Regions from separate parts of the Sus scrofa genome. Here region 2 is linked to region 1. A link is a contact called in public HiChIP or PLAC-seq data. All regions are on one chromosome and are shown on one strand. The core of a region is the stretch at or near the end of the contact, and the rest is flanking DNA. Distances in the headings are between cores, read along the strand shown. Region 1 holds the start of TEC (tyrosine-protein kinase Tec). Region 2 holds the start of FRYL (protein furry homolog-like).

What was found. HiChIP or PLAC-seq counts read pairs in DNA pulled down with a chosen protein or histone mark.
Region 2: a contact with region 1 is called in an H3K27ac HiChIP or PLAC-seq map of alveolar macrophages. The contact joins the promoter of FRYL here to the promoter of TEC in region 1. A contact is called at or near these places in 1 of 5 promoter capture datasets (fetal liver) and 1 of 2 datasets of contacts at active chromatin or transcription factors (alveolar macrophages).

What each region holds. Positions count from the first base shown.
Region 1 is chr8:38,178,473-38,185,263 of Sscrofa11.1, forward strand. It overlaps TEC (tyrosine-protein kinase Tec), which reads right to left and starts at 3,787. Exons shown (of 18, transcript XM_013978657.2): 1 at 3,508-3,787.
Region 2 is chr8:38,743,940-38,750,200 of Sscrofa11.1, forward strand. FRYL (protein furry homolog-like) reads right to left here and starts at 1,899. Exons shown (of 66, transcript XM_021101186.1): 1 at 1,770-1,899. OCIAD1 (OCIA domain-containing protein 1) reads left to right here and starts at 1,476. Exons shown (of 8, transcript XM_021101191.1): 1 at 1,476-1,498; 2 at 3,291-3,353; 3 at 3,806-3,886. The coding sequence starts at 3,296.

The DNA of each region.
Region 1 (6,791 bases), core at 2,537-5,036:
TGGGTTAAGGATCTGACATTGCCATGAGCTGTGGTGTAGATGGCAGACCAGCTCAGATCTGGTGTTGCTGTGGCTGTTGTGTAGGCCAGCAGCTGCCCAACCTGGGAACTTCCACATGCCGCGGGTACAGCCCTAAAAGGGAAAAAAACAAAACAAAACAAAATATCAATTGTCAGTGGCAGACAGATATTTTTGTGTACTTACTATAAAATGAATAGACAAAATACAAACAGATAAAATAAAGAAAGATAAAAATAGACATTTACCAGGAAGCTCCTTAAGGATGGGCTATACCAAAATGAGGAAATCTACAAAGCAAAGACATACGCTATGGGTAAGAGAAGATCTAATACAGGAGAAAAATAATAGGGATCCCCAGGATGACAAAGAGAGGTCCTCAGGGTGACATCTGTGCCCCATATGTTGAGGGCAACCAGTCCAGACTAGAGCAAGCCAGGAGGCTCAGGGACAGCTTCTTCAGGGAATATGAAATTAACAGAATACCTGATGCATCTGACTTAGAAAACTAGCCCAAAGTTTGGGGTTGAATTAATGGTGAGTACATAAAAAAAACTAAGCCAATGCACAAAGCAATTACTGACTCCAAGGAAAAGAAAAAGTTGTGCTTGACTTAGCTACGAATATTGGTCTAACCAAAATTACTGTTTAACCAAGGATGGGAAAATAGGGAAGCTGTGGTTAGGTTGGGGGTTAGAAGGAAAAAGAGAGCCAAGTCATCATCTTCCACAGCGGGGAGTCGACAGATAATGCTTCAAACTGAAAAATGCAACTACAAGTATCCACTAGGAGCAATGAATGCCAAAATAACCCACTCAAAGAATCACAAGTGTTTGTTTCTGGAGACAGAGAACTGTAATTTGGATGAAAAGTCTAAAAAACAAACAGAACTAAACGAAAAATCTATTTGCTTCTATGCCCATTTTTACGTGCTTTTGCTTTGTTTCCCTAATAACAACTTGGGAAAATTCCATCTTTGTTTCCCCCAACAAAAGAGAACATCATTTTCTACATCTAGTTCACTGTAGTGGTAGTCATCTGAGCTCTAAGCGGTCAAATGCAGTGGGAAAGTTAATAGTTATAATCCAATCCAAGGAAGAACTGGTTGAGCTAGGGCCCAGACACAAAGGCAAGCCCAGATGGAGGCAGGTTTGAAGGCGGAGGCAACTTCTCAGCCTCTCTCCTCTGAAGTTCTTTTCAAAGCTATTCTCACAGCACAGTTACACAGGACAGGGAAATTTTAAGAACTGCAAATGACCATGGACTAATTTCACTCCTTTCTAACAGACTCCGATGCCCAATTTATGACCCTAATCCAACCAAGGCAACTAGCCCCCAAAGTGGTTGATCTGGGTTCAACCTCAATTACTCCACGTTGCCTGTGTAGACTGGATAAAAGGCGTGCACAGGAAGGGCTCCGAAACAAGTGACACTGTCACCAACAGACATTTACTGAGCATCCATGCACCAGGCTGAAGGGCAACAGCCCTGTCAACTCTGGGGAGCAAGTGTCCTGCCCTGCACAATGAGATGATTCTCCCCAGGGGTGGGAACCCAGGGAGGGGTGGAGTAGGGTGGAAGTCAAGGAGCTGGAAGAGCTGGGGTGGGGAAGGGAGGCACCAACCGGGTCAACCTGGAAGAACCTGTAGGCAAGAGGTGTGCTTGGAGGCCCAAGGCCCAGGCCCTCAGCGCTCTGCATACACAAAGGAAGGTGGGGAGACCAGGATTCTTCCCCATGCAACGAGTGGCCAGACACTGCCCACAACCCCACCAGCCACCTTATTAAAGGGTCAACTTAGAGAGCAAAGGTCACTATTCTCCGATACAACTGTAAACAGGTTGATAGTTTGATAAGCTATCTTGATAACAGGTGGACAGTGCTAGAGCATATAGTAACATTATTCTTTCCTATTTGGAAAGATGTGAAAATTCTAGTTCAAGGACCAATGTGGGGCAAACGTCTTGCCAACTAGAGCACTGCACAGATTTGCATGTGTTTGCAACACTTACCCTATAGGGCTCTATACGGTCCCACAAACCAAAAAGTACACACCCCATGGGAAGAATCAAGATCATTAACATAAACACAATGCAGTAATCATCTAAAGCTGGCGAGAGAAGCAATACATTGATCAGATTAATTGGAGTATTGGGAAAGTATAGGTCTTGCCTAAACAATGAAAATGTACCTTAAACTAAAAACTATTCTCAAATACGTAATGAGAAAATTACACACACTTCTTTTCTCCACAGAAATCATGACACTCCAAACTACATGTGACTCTCGCCAGCTGAGCTACTAGCGTCACACACTAACCTGCTAAATCCTAAACTTATCTGGGAAACCTACTGTTTGGTTGGGGCTGTTTTTTCCTATCCAGCTCTTTAGGGGAGAATCATCTAGAAGAGAATAAATTCTCAGAATTTCCTAACAGGAAAAATGGGCACTCTCTGGAAAAACACAGGGTATATGCTGAAAACACTTAACTATTTTGGACCAGCTTCAAACCCACTTAGCCACCAGTCATCCTGTTGTTCCGACTTAACATTGAGACCCAAGCTTCTAATCAAATATTCCAGTCTCCAAAGAATGGCAATAGATGAGGCTGTTTCTGAACCTGATACACAGCAACGTGTTATTCTTCCATGAAAACGAAACAAACAAAAAAATCAAACCAAAAGGAAATTTAGGATCCGAGGGAAAGCTCACGCTGCCGCCGCCCCCCCCACACACACCGAGTCAAGGCCCTAGCTTTTCCAATATATTTATTCACCAGACCCCTTTTTTCAAGGTTCAAACACAATTTCCCAGATGAAAAACGTAAGGCTAGTAATGTGAGGCACTTAGGATACGTGCAACTCTGGAAAGTCTCGGTGGATTCTGCCAAGCCTCGGCGGATTCAATCAAGCTGAGAGAAGGAATCAACCCCGCGGCGCAGCTGAGAAGCGAACCCAATGCCGAATTTGCCGAGGGGCGGCCTTGGTCCAGAGACCCAAGGGGAAAGGGGCGGGTGTTCCTCGGTAGAGGCCAGTGCCCGAGCCCGAGAGGCGGAGAGGCGGCGGCCGCCGGAAGGCGCGGCTACGCTGGGACGTGCACCTGTCCCTTCCTGGACCGCAGGAGCAGGGGTCCTCACCTGCCGCGGCACGTCCCCACTCACAGCGGCACAGAAGAGAGAAAATCGTTTTTAGTTCCACGTCTCTGGGTTTGTAGAAGACTCCTCTTGGCGCGTGCATCTCCGTCCCCACCCTTCCCCGCCCAGAGTCGCCCAGTCCCCGGGCCGCCCTCGTCGGTCCTCGGCGCCCTTACCTGGCTGGAGTGCGCCGGCTGCGCCGAGCCCGGGAGACGTGAGGTCTGCCAGCGCCACGGAGTCCCGAGTCCCCCCCGCCCCTGCTCTCCGACCCCGCCCCTGATATCCAGCCACGCCCCTGCCCTCCGGCCCCGCCCCTGCGCTCCCCGCCCCGCCTCTCTACCGCCCCGCCCCCGCTCACCGAGACCGGCGGCGACCTGTTCCCACCGCCCTACTGCGGGTCTGAAACAAATGGCCAGAGTGGGTCGGATACGCGCCAGGGCTCCCGCGACCCAACTGGAGTATGGGGAGAGTCGAAGAAACTTCCCTGGTGTTTCGGACGGCGCGCTGGGCCTCCTCCCCCAACCCCAGAACCGCGGTGCGAGGATGAGGACACCCCCAGGCCGGGAGAACCCCGCGCAGTGCCACCTGTGGGTGACCCGGGGCTCTGTCGGAATTAGGTACCGCACCTCCCCTTCAGCTAACTCGTGGCAAGCCAGGTGGGTGATGCGGTGCGGTGGAGCGAAGCAACAAGTTTTACTAAAAGAATAAGTCTTTTTACTGTCAAACCTGAAGCAGCAGAGCGTATCTGAAACACTTACAGGGTCACGTGGCCTCACTATTGTAGTTACACTTTATTCACTCACTGAAGGATAACAACTGCCCTTATATAAGACTTAACTTTGTGCCAGGCACTCTTCTAAATGTATTACCCGCATTAACATGTCTAATAAATTTATGTTTTATCAGAATCGCCCATTATACATAGGCTGAAAATGAGGCACAGAGAGTTAACCTGCCTAATGTCAGCTAACCAGTAAATTGAAAAGCTGGGATTCACATCCCAGAAGCCCTCCTCCTGATTCCAGGCTCTGAACCACTGCTCTCCTGACTCACCAAAATTTGAGTGTCCATCTGTCCCATGAGCTGTTAGAAGCCCGCAATAATACAAGACGAGGTCTCGGCCCTGTGGCATATGGGAGTTCCCAGGCTAGGGCTCAAATAGGAGCTGTAGCTGCCAGCCTAAGCCACAGCAACACCAGATCTAAACCGCATCTGTGACCTACATCCCAGCTGGTGGCAATGCTGGATCTTTAACCCACCGAGTGAGGCTAGGCATGGAACCCACATCCTCATGGATACTAGTCAGATTCTTAACCCACTGAGTTGCAATGGGAACTCCTGCCTTGGACGAGCTTTTAGACTAGTGGTGGGGGGGTAGTCAATCAGTCATCAATAAGCAGGTAAAAGTGAAGCCATTGCACACCTGAGAAGCATCCTGACTAATTTAAAGCAGGGTGATAGAATTGAGAGTGATGAGGAAGGAGAGATGGCTCAGAGGAGGTGACACTGTAGCTGAGAGCTAAATGGTAGGGCAAGCCGAAAGCCTGAAGATGAAGCAAAGGGAAAGGCACATACATTAAGCATCATTGTGCCTTGTGCTTACTGGAGACCTAGAATCATGTCTTCCTATGTTATCTCTCGTTTGATCATTCAGTAACCCTTAGAAGAGGTCTGATAAGATTCCATTTTCCAGAGGGGGAAAAAAAAATCTAATGAATAATGATTTGCCTAAAGTCATACAATGCATTAGAGAAAGGATTAGGGGGTAGGGGAGGGGTGGGAAGAGGGCACAGGTTTGAACCAAGGCTTTTTGATTCCAAAATCCTCTTCCACTGAGGTGAGGGCCTCAAGTATGATGACCTATCAGAATAAATCCTGTAAAATGTCCCTTTTGTGATCTTCTTTCCTCCCTGCCCCAGTCTCTTCTGCCTTCTGTTGACTAGTTGATATAATTTCCCTCAGGGCAGGTGTTCTTTGAGGGAACAGAGGTTAGGAACTTTTTTCCAAAGGTGCAAAAAATTGTGTGTGTGTGTAGAGGGGAAGAGTTGTAATCATATAATTATGGTAATAAAGTTGGTTTTCTCCCTAGACAAAATGCTCACACACATATATATGTGTAAGTGAGAGGACTTAGAATTTTCATCAAATTGACTGATCCAGAAAAGGTAAGGGAGTTCCTGTTGTGGCTCAGTGGGTTAAGAACCCAACTAGTGGATATGAGTTTGATCCCTGGCCTCTCACTTAGTGGGTTAAGGATCCCGTGTTGCCACAAGCTGCAGTGTAGGTCACAGATGTGGCTTGGATCCTGTGGCTGTGGCTGTGCTGTAGGCCAGCAGCTGCACCTCGGATGCGACCCCTAGCCTGGGAACTTCCATAAGCCACAGGTGCGGCCCTAAAAAGTAAAATAAAATAAAAGAGAGAAAGAGAGAGGAGTCTGTTTTGTCATTCTTAGTTCTCAAGAAAACCAGAGAGGACTGATGTGTGAACGAAACATCTAGATCAGCATAACTCTTTATCAGTGATAATTGAGGTAGTTTCCACAGTGCTATACTGTTTCCTGGTGAAAGCAGTCTCTGTAGTGCCAATCAAATAGTATAATTAGGTGGTTAGTACTGGTTTAATCATCTCCGAAGCCTGTGATGGAGAGTGTTGGCATTGGTTTTCAGCAGTGTTGTTAGAGAGACTGTAAGGGAGCTTGAGCTACATTGACAGAAAGGTGTAAAACTGAACTCAGGATGTGGTAGGCTAAAAAAAAGTTTCATCTCTACCATTTCCTATATGAAATGGACAATAGCTTTCATGGAAAACAGAATGCAACGTTTAGGCTTATGTAATGAAAACTTTTATGTTGAGCCCGTTCACAAGAAGGAATCTGGTGGTGGACCTAAAAAGATTTCTCCCTCTTTCTCCAAAGAGAAGATTCAAACAGTATTATTGCTGCTCTCCTTTTTTAATAAAATTGAGATACAGAAGGAAAGGGGCATTTATGACTTAATAAAATTGAGGTACAGAATAAAAGGGGCATTGATAACTTTATGATGAAGAAAGACAAGGATTCCTTTCTTATCAGATATGCACATGGCTGCTATAAAATTTGTATGTTTAGGAGTTCCCACTGTGGTGCAGCGGGTTAAGGAGGTGGCATTGTCTCTGCAGCAGCTAGGGTTGCTACTGAGGCACAGGTTCAACCCGGCCCAGCAGTGTGGGTTAATAAGGATCCAGCATTGGCACAGCTGTTGGGTAGGTTGTAGCTGCAGCTCAGATTTGATCTCTGGCCAGGGAACTTCCATATGCCTCAGGGGCAGACACCCCCAAAAGTTATATGTTTAAGTAAGCAATACCAGGTTGACATAATTTTAGTTCCTTGAGAAAAGAAAATACATCTTTTTAACTTGCACATACATTCCACACCGTGCATAAGAAGACACAGAGTCAATGTGAGAAGTTTGTAAATAAAGTGGTGTTTGGTATTTGGAGCTTCTCCTACTCTTTTTTGTACATCTCTGGCTTCCTTTTGTAACTTTCTTCCCACCCATGGACCAAGCCCATCCTAGATGAATGGATAGTAAATGTTTGTTGAATGAATGAATGATGACAACAATGATGCTAATAATGCAGGCATCAGTCTTATAATGAATCTGT
Region 2 (6,261 bases), core at 649-3,148, 560 kb after region 1:
TTAATTACTGTTAATGACCTTAGGGATATATTTGGGAGTATAAAGGTTTATGAGCCAAAGACTCTGTCCCAAAGAAGCTCTAAGCAAAAAGATCACAATATAGTGGCAGAACATTTGTAGTGACAGAAGTTCTCACAAAAGAAAGAGGTACTAAAAAGGAGGCATAATTAATTTTCTGAGGTGTATTTCAGAGAAGGGTTCACATGGGAGGAAATATAAAAGCAAGATTTGGAAATATCAATAGCATTGACAACACAGGCAGAAGGGTTGTGCTAGGAAAAACAACATACAGGGAACTGAGTACAAAGGGCTGCAGGCTGTTTCTTACAGTGAACACAAAACAGAAGAAAAGAGTTCCCTGGTAGCTCAGTGGGTTATGACCTGGCATGACAATGCGACACTGCTGTGCTACCATCACTGTTGTAGCTCCAGTTCAATCCCTGGCCCGGGAACTTCCACATACCACAGAAGTGGCCAAAATAAATAAATAAAACAAGAAAGTGAGGCTCAAGGGGACAGATGCCAAGCCATGAAAAGACACTCACAGTTTGTGCATGATCGAAATGCTCTAAGGAAGGAATCACGGGAGTTGATTTGTGTTTTAGATGGATCGCTATACCCTGTCTCTCTCTAAAAAATATTTGTGGGAGAATAAATTTGAGGCAGTGGAAAAGATAGAAGGATAGTGACAGCGGGCTCAGTAAGAGCTAAGAAATCTGAGAGGTTTGCAAGAGTTAATCAAAGGGGTAGGGGTTGATTGTTCACCGTGGAATCACCAATAACTTTTCAGTAACTGGCTCCTATCACGCACGCATTATCTGTAGAACGAATAATAACTGAATGGTGGCTGAGGACAGCAGCATGACATCTGACGAACAGAAGACATGAGCCCCCAAACTCTTCCATTAATAGAGAATGTAAGCCTCGTTTAAGGTGTGTTGCTTTACTCCTCACAACCGTATGAGGTAAATCTTATTTTCACTTTGCAGAAAAGAAAAACCCGAGGCTCAGAAACAGCAAGGTTGTACTATGCCTGAGGTACTAGAATTGGAAGTTAAAGCTCAAAAAGTCTGAGAGCCAGCCAAGTGCGCATGCTTAGTAATTACCTGCTACTGCTTAGCCTAGAGGCTCAAAGAATGAAATGAATTATGTAAACCGTAAACAGAGAAAGAGCCAAGAAAAATTTGTAATTGAACAACGGCCTAAATGCGGGGCTCCAAAACGTTCCTGCCAGCCGGTCCCTGGAAGATCACAACTACCCATCACAACAGCCTCAGGCCAAGCTTCCCGCGCCCTGAGGAGAGCCGGTGGGCGGAGCTCGGGTCCGCAGAGGCGGCTGGCGCAGCCGCAGTGCAGCTCGTGAGCGCCTCCGCCTGGACCCGGAAAGGGAGGAGGGGCGAGCCGAGGAGGACGGCGCTGACCGACGCAGGCGCACCTGTCTATTCCGAGGCTGCGTGCCTTGACACTCGGAGGGAAGGTCTTGACGTCATTTCCTTCCGTAAGCCCCGAATGCTTCCGGGTTGTAGTCATTTTGTGCCCGTATCTGGTTGATTTCTGGACGGTTGCTGCGGTGACCGCTCCCCACCCCCAACTTTGCTGCTGTCTCGCGCATCTCCCTCCCTCCCCCCACCCCCGACCCTGCTCGGGTTCCCTCCAGGCCTTCTGCCCCTGGTCGCTCGGGCTCGCCGCGCTGTCACCCGCTGCTGTCGTCGGGAGGTGGGTGAGGTGACGCAGAAAGCCCCGTTCAGCCCTCCTACCTACCCACTTACCATCTCCGCGCGGCCAGCCGTTCCCCTGCACCTTCCGCCATTTTCCCGTCTGCGAGGGTGGTCCGATCGCGCTTTTGGTCTAGGGCCCCTGCGTGCGGGTGACCAGGCGGGTGACCAGGCGGGTGACCAGGGCTGGTGAGGGAGCGTGTCTCGGGGGGTGTGGATGGGAGAAATTCATGGTGACGGATGTGTGTAGGTGTTGCGGGTGGGAGACGCAGTGGGTGGGGGATGGAATGCGGAGTCAATGGTCGTAATTCAGGTTTTTTCTTCGGGGTAAAGGGATTAAAATGAAGGCGTCTAAAGGGCCCTTTTCAGCCCTGGCAGTCTCTTTGTAGGTAGGATCCTGTTAACGAGAAAGAAGCGGTTTTCATTTTTTTCTTTTACTGTTGTTTTAAAATATAAGTAGTTCATTAAGCAACCTCCATCAATCCCTGAGTTCATTTGCCCTTTCCGTTTTTTTGTTTTTTTGTTAACAAAACAAAACATGCTTTATTTAGTTCTTTTATCCTTGGCCAAGGGATTGGCATGTAGTAGGCCCCCTGTTTTGATTTACTGCGTAAGTGGAAGGGCCCAGTAGCTATGGTCGTCTGACGTTTCCGTTTTCATTTAAATTGTTTTTAAGATGGGAGTAATCATGATCCTACCTGAACATTCTGTAACGCACGTAACTCTTTAATCTCTTGGTCGCTTAAGTCCGAAGGCATCGGTTAAAAAAATAGTGTTCTTGAAATACTATGAATTTTTTTTTTTAATCGAAAACCTAGGGAGGAAAGTTTACAGGATGCAGAATATGCTGTTAGCTTCATACCACAGGGAGAAAAATGTGACGTCGTTCTTATTTCGAGGTTTTTTTTTTTTTTTTTTTTTGGAGTACTGCTCTGTGGAAGAAGTTGTATGTTTCCTGATGATTATTTTATTTTTAAAAATGAAAGCCCAGAAATGACTTGGGGTTTTTCCTCTGTTTTGGAGAATTATCCTAATCATTGGGCATATATTTCTGAGAGGATCCAAACATAGGATCATGTGAAATAAACCAGCCTCTGGAGGGAAAATATGTTTTTTTAAAACATTGATAAATTTTTGTTTCTTAACTTGATGTAATCAATTGGTAAACACTAAAAAGCATCTATTCTGCATGATAATGTGAGAAAAAGGAATGTATATGTGCACGTGTGACTGGGTTACCTTGCTGTACAGTAGAAAATGGAACTCTGTAAACCAGCTATATGGAAAAGAAAATAAAAATCGTTGAGTAAAAAGACATTACAACTTAAAAGCATCTATTCTTTTTAAAGCACCTAATGAATAGTCAGTTCTAAAATAGTTAATGAATAAATAAAGTACTTAATAGTCTGACTTTTTATTTAGGTACTTGCTAAGTCAAGTACTTCAGAGGTAATGTTTAGTAAATATTCATTGATTTGTTGCCACGTGGACTAGTAATTTTTCTGTGCTTTGTGTTGATTAACTTTGGCCAATCTCAGTTGTTTCTAATACTTAACGTAAATGTTTTTGATGCAGGAAAGATGAGTGGGAGGGCTGAGTTTCGAGAGCCGAATGCAGAAGTTCCAAGACCAATTCCCCGTAACTATCATTTAAGTATTTATAATTAGAAGCGCTTTCTATCTAGTGACATTTTCACTGCCTTGAATAGCTGTAGCCACTGGTCTGGCTTCATGGGTGTGACCTGTGCGGTCACACCCACCCGCCCTTGGTTTAATGCTCTACTCTTGCCATCTTTACATCCTGAATGATTTGAAAATAAATAGATTCTTAATAGTTTGAACAAAGGGTCCCAAATTTTAATTTGCACTGGACCCAGCCCATTTTGTAACCAGTCCTGACTATAGCCAGGGAATACCACAGATTTTATGTTCCAAGTCAAAGTTTGTTAAAAGTTTATAAGCCACTTGTTCATTATTTCATTTATGAACATAAAATTATGAACATAATGAATATTTAGATACTAATGTAATTTTTTAGATTCAATTTTTCCCTGGGTATTTTAATGTTTGCTGATTTTCTTTGGTAAAAAGACATAGGGGCTGATTACATTCCAACTGAGGAAGAAAGAAGAGTCTTTGCAGAATGCAATGATGAAAGCTTCTGGTTCAGATGTAAGTTAAATTTTCTTTTTCTTTTTTTTTTTTTTTTTCCTTTTTTCTTTTTAGGGCCACACCCAAGGCATGTGGAGGTTCCCAGGCTAAGGGTCTAATTGGAGCTACATCTGCAACCCATACCACAGCTCAGGCAACTCCGGATCCTTAACCCACTGAGCGAGGCTAGGGATCAAACCCACAACCTCATGGTTCCTAGTCAGATTTGTTTCCTCTGTGCCGCAACGGGAAATCCGTAAATTAAAATTTCTAATCAGCAAAATCTGACCTTTAGTACCTGAAATTATAATGACTTCATATAGGAAAAAAAGGGCAGAGTTTTTACAGTAGTGTGGTTATTGCTACAAGAGTTTGATTAAGAAAGATGATGAAGTATTTTTGTTGGTAATAGTAATAACATTTATTTAGTATACATGGATTATATAAAAACAGCTGAGGCAGTTCCCATTGTAGCTTAGCTGAAACGAATCTGATTAGTATCCAGAAAGATTTGGGTTCCATCCCTGGCCTCGCTCAGTGGGTTAAAGATCTGGTGTTGCCATGAGCTGTAGTGTAGGTCGCAGACGCGGCTCGGATCCCAAGTTGCTGTGGCTGTGGTGTAGGCTGGCAGCTGCAGCTCTGTTTCAACTCCTAGGCTGGGAACTTCCATATGCTACAGCTGCGGCCATAAAAGCAAACAAACAAACAAAAAAACTGCTTAGTCTCTATTTTATCATTGTGAAATGTTATTAAACTACTACCTCTTGATTTCTGACAAGAGACCTTATATAAGATTTTATTTTAAAAGTACAGATAATGTTGAAAGCAATACAAAACATAATCTTCCTCTTGAACAGAACCCTGTCGTCGATTCCCTAGGTTACCGAAGTCCGATAAGGTAATTCTAACAAAAGAGCAGGATGGAATTATAAAAAGAGTGGAGGTGACAAGTAATTAAAGAGGATGTACATTTTCATCGGTCAGCCTGGTCTTTATGTGTACAGTAAGATACTGTGCTTAGAAGACATATTATGAGACATAGTCTTCGTCCTAAAGTAATTTTATAATGTATTTGGGACAAAGCTAACTTACAAAACTCTTAGAGAAAGATTAAGTGGGTAATAGCAATAGAAATTTTAAAAAGAGATAAATTGGTTGGAATTGATGTAGCTAAAAAAGGCTTTAGTAACCAAATGAGACCTAACAACTAATAGAGCTTTAAGTAAATGCAGAATAGTGGAGGAACATTTAGGTGAAAGCAATAGTGAGCAAAGGCAGAGTCTACAATAAGTTGATCTCTGCTGGAGCCTCAAGGCTGGACGATTGGAGTCTTTTGTTGGGGATAGAAAATGAACGCAATACCAAGGAGTAGGTTCTTGGGCTAAAGGGGTGATATGTAGAACTTTTAAAGGAGCATTAGTTAGCAGTGTGCAGGATGGGTTGGAAGGGTGAGAAGGTGTACAACTACTTGTGTCTGTGCCCAAATAATACACGTAATGAAAGAATCTACATAAAAGGGTGAGTTTAAGGTGTATTATATGTTACAGTAGTGCTCAATCTCTGGAATTGCTGAAAAGGTGTGTGAATTCATATTTGTTTCATGCATATTTTCTAGATTGTGTGACTATTTGATACATGTGTGCTACTGGTTTTCTAGGGAGATGGTATAGCAACTTAGAAGAGCATAAAGTCTGAGGCCTGACTGTCTGGATTCAAATTTACAGTACCATCACATTAGCTGTGAGACTTGGAAGAATTTCCTGATATGTCTGTGCCTCAGTTTCCTTATCTGTTAAATGGAGAAAATATTAACTATCTCATGGACTTGTTGAGATGAATTCAATTTAATTTATTATTATAAGTGTTAAGCTGTTAGTGTTATTGTGATTAATGGAACAAAATTTTCAATTTGAAAATTAGGAATTTAGAGAAACATTTTCCTAGTGTAAGAGGAATTTTAGAGAGCCTTGTGTTGAATATGATTGGAACCACGGTCAAAATACAAAATAGCATTTAGTCTGCAGTGTTACAGATTTGCTGAAAGAAACTTTATTTAGTAGACTCTGAAATGGGAGTCATGTAGTACAGTGGAAAAGGCCCCTGACATGGGAGTTAGGAGACTGGAATTTCCATCTAAGCTCTACCACAAACTAAGCATCTGTGTTACTTTGAGCAAATGACTTGTATTTTCTGGTATCAGTTTGCTATGATTAGGCTGAAGACTAGATAATCTCTGAAGTCTCTGAATTTTGCCTTGCTCTTTTTCTGTGACAGAATACATGAGTAGGAAGGAGACCTTAGTTCTAATCCGTTACTCTTTATTAGCATGAAAAGAAGTTAAGAGCTTTAGGCAAAGACATAGTGGTGAATGGCAGAACTAGTACTAGAATCTCCTT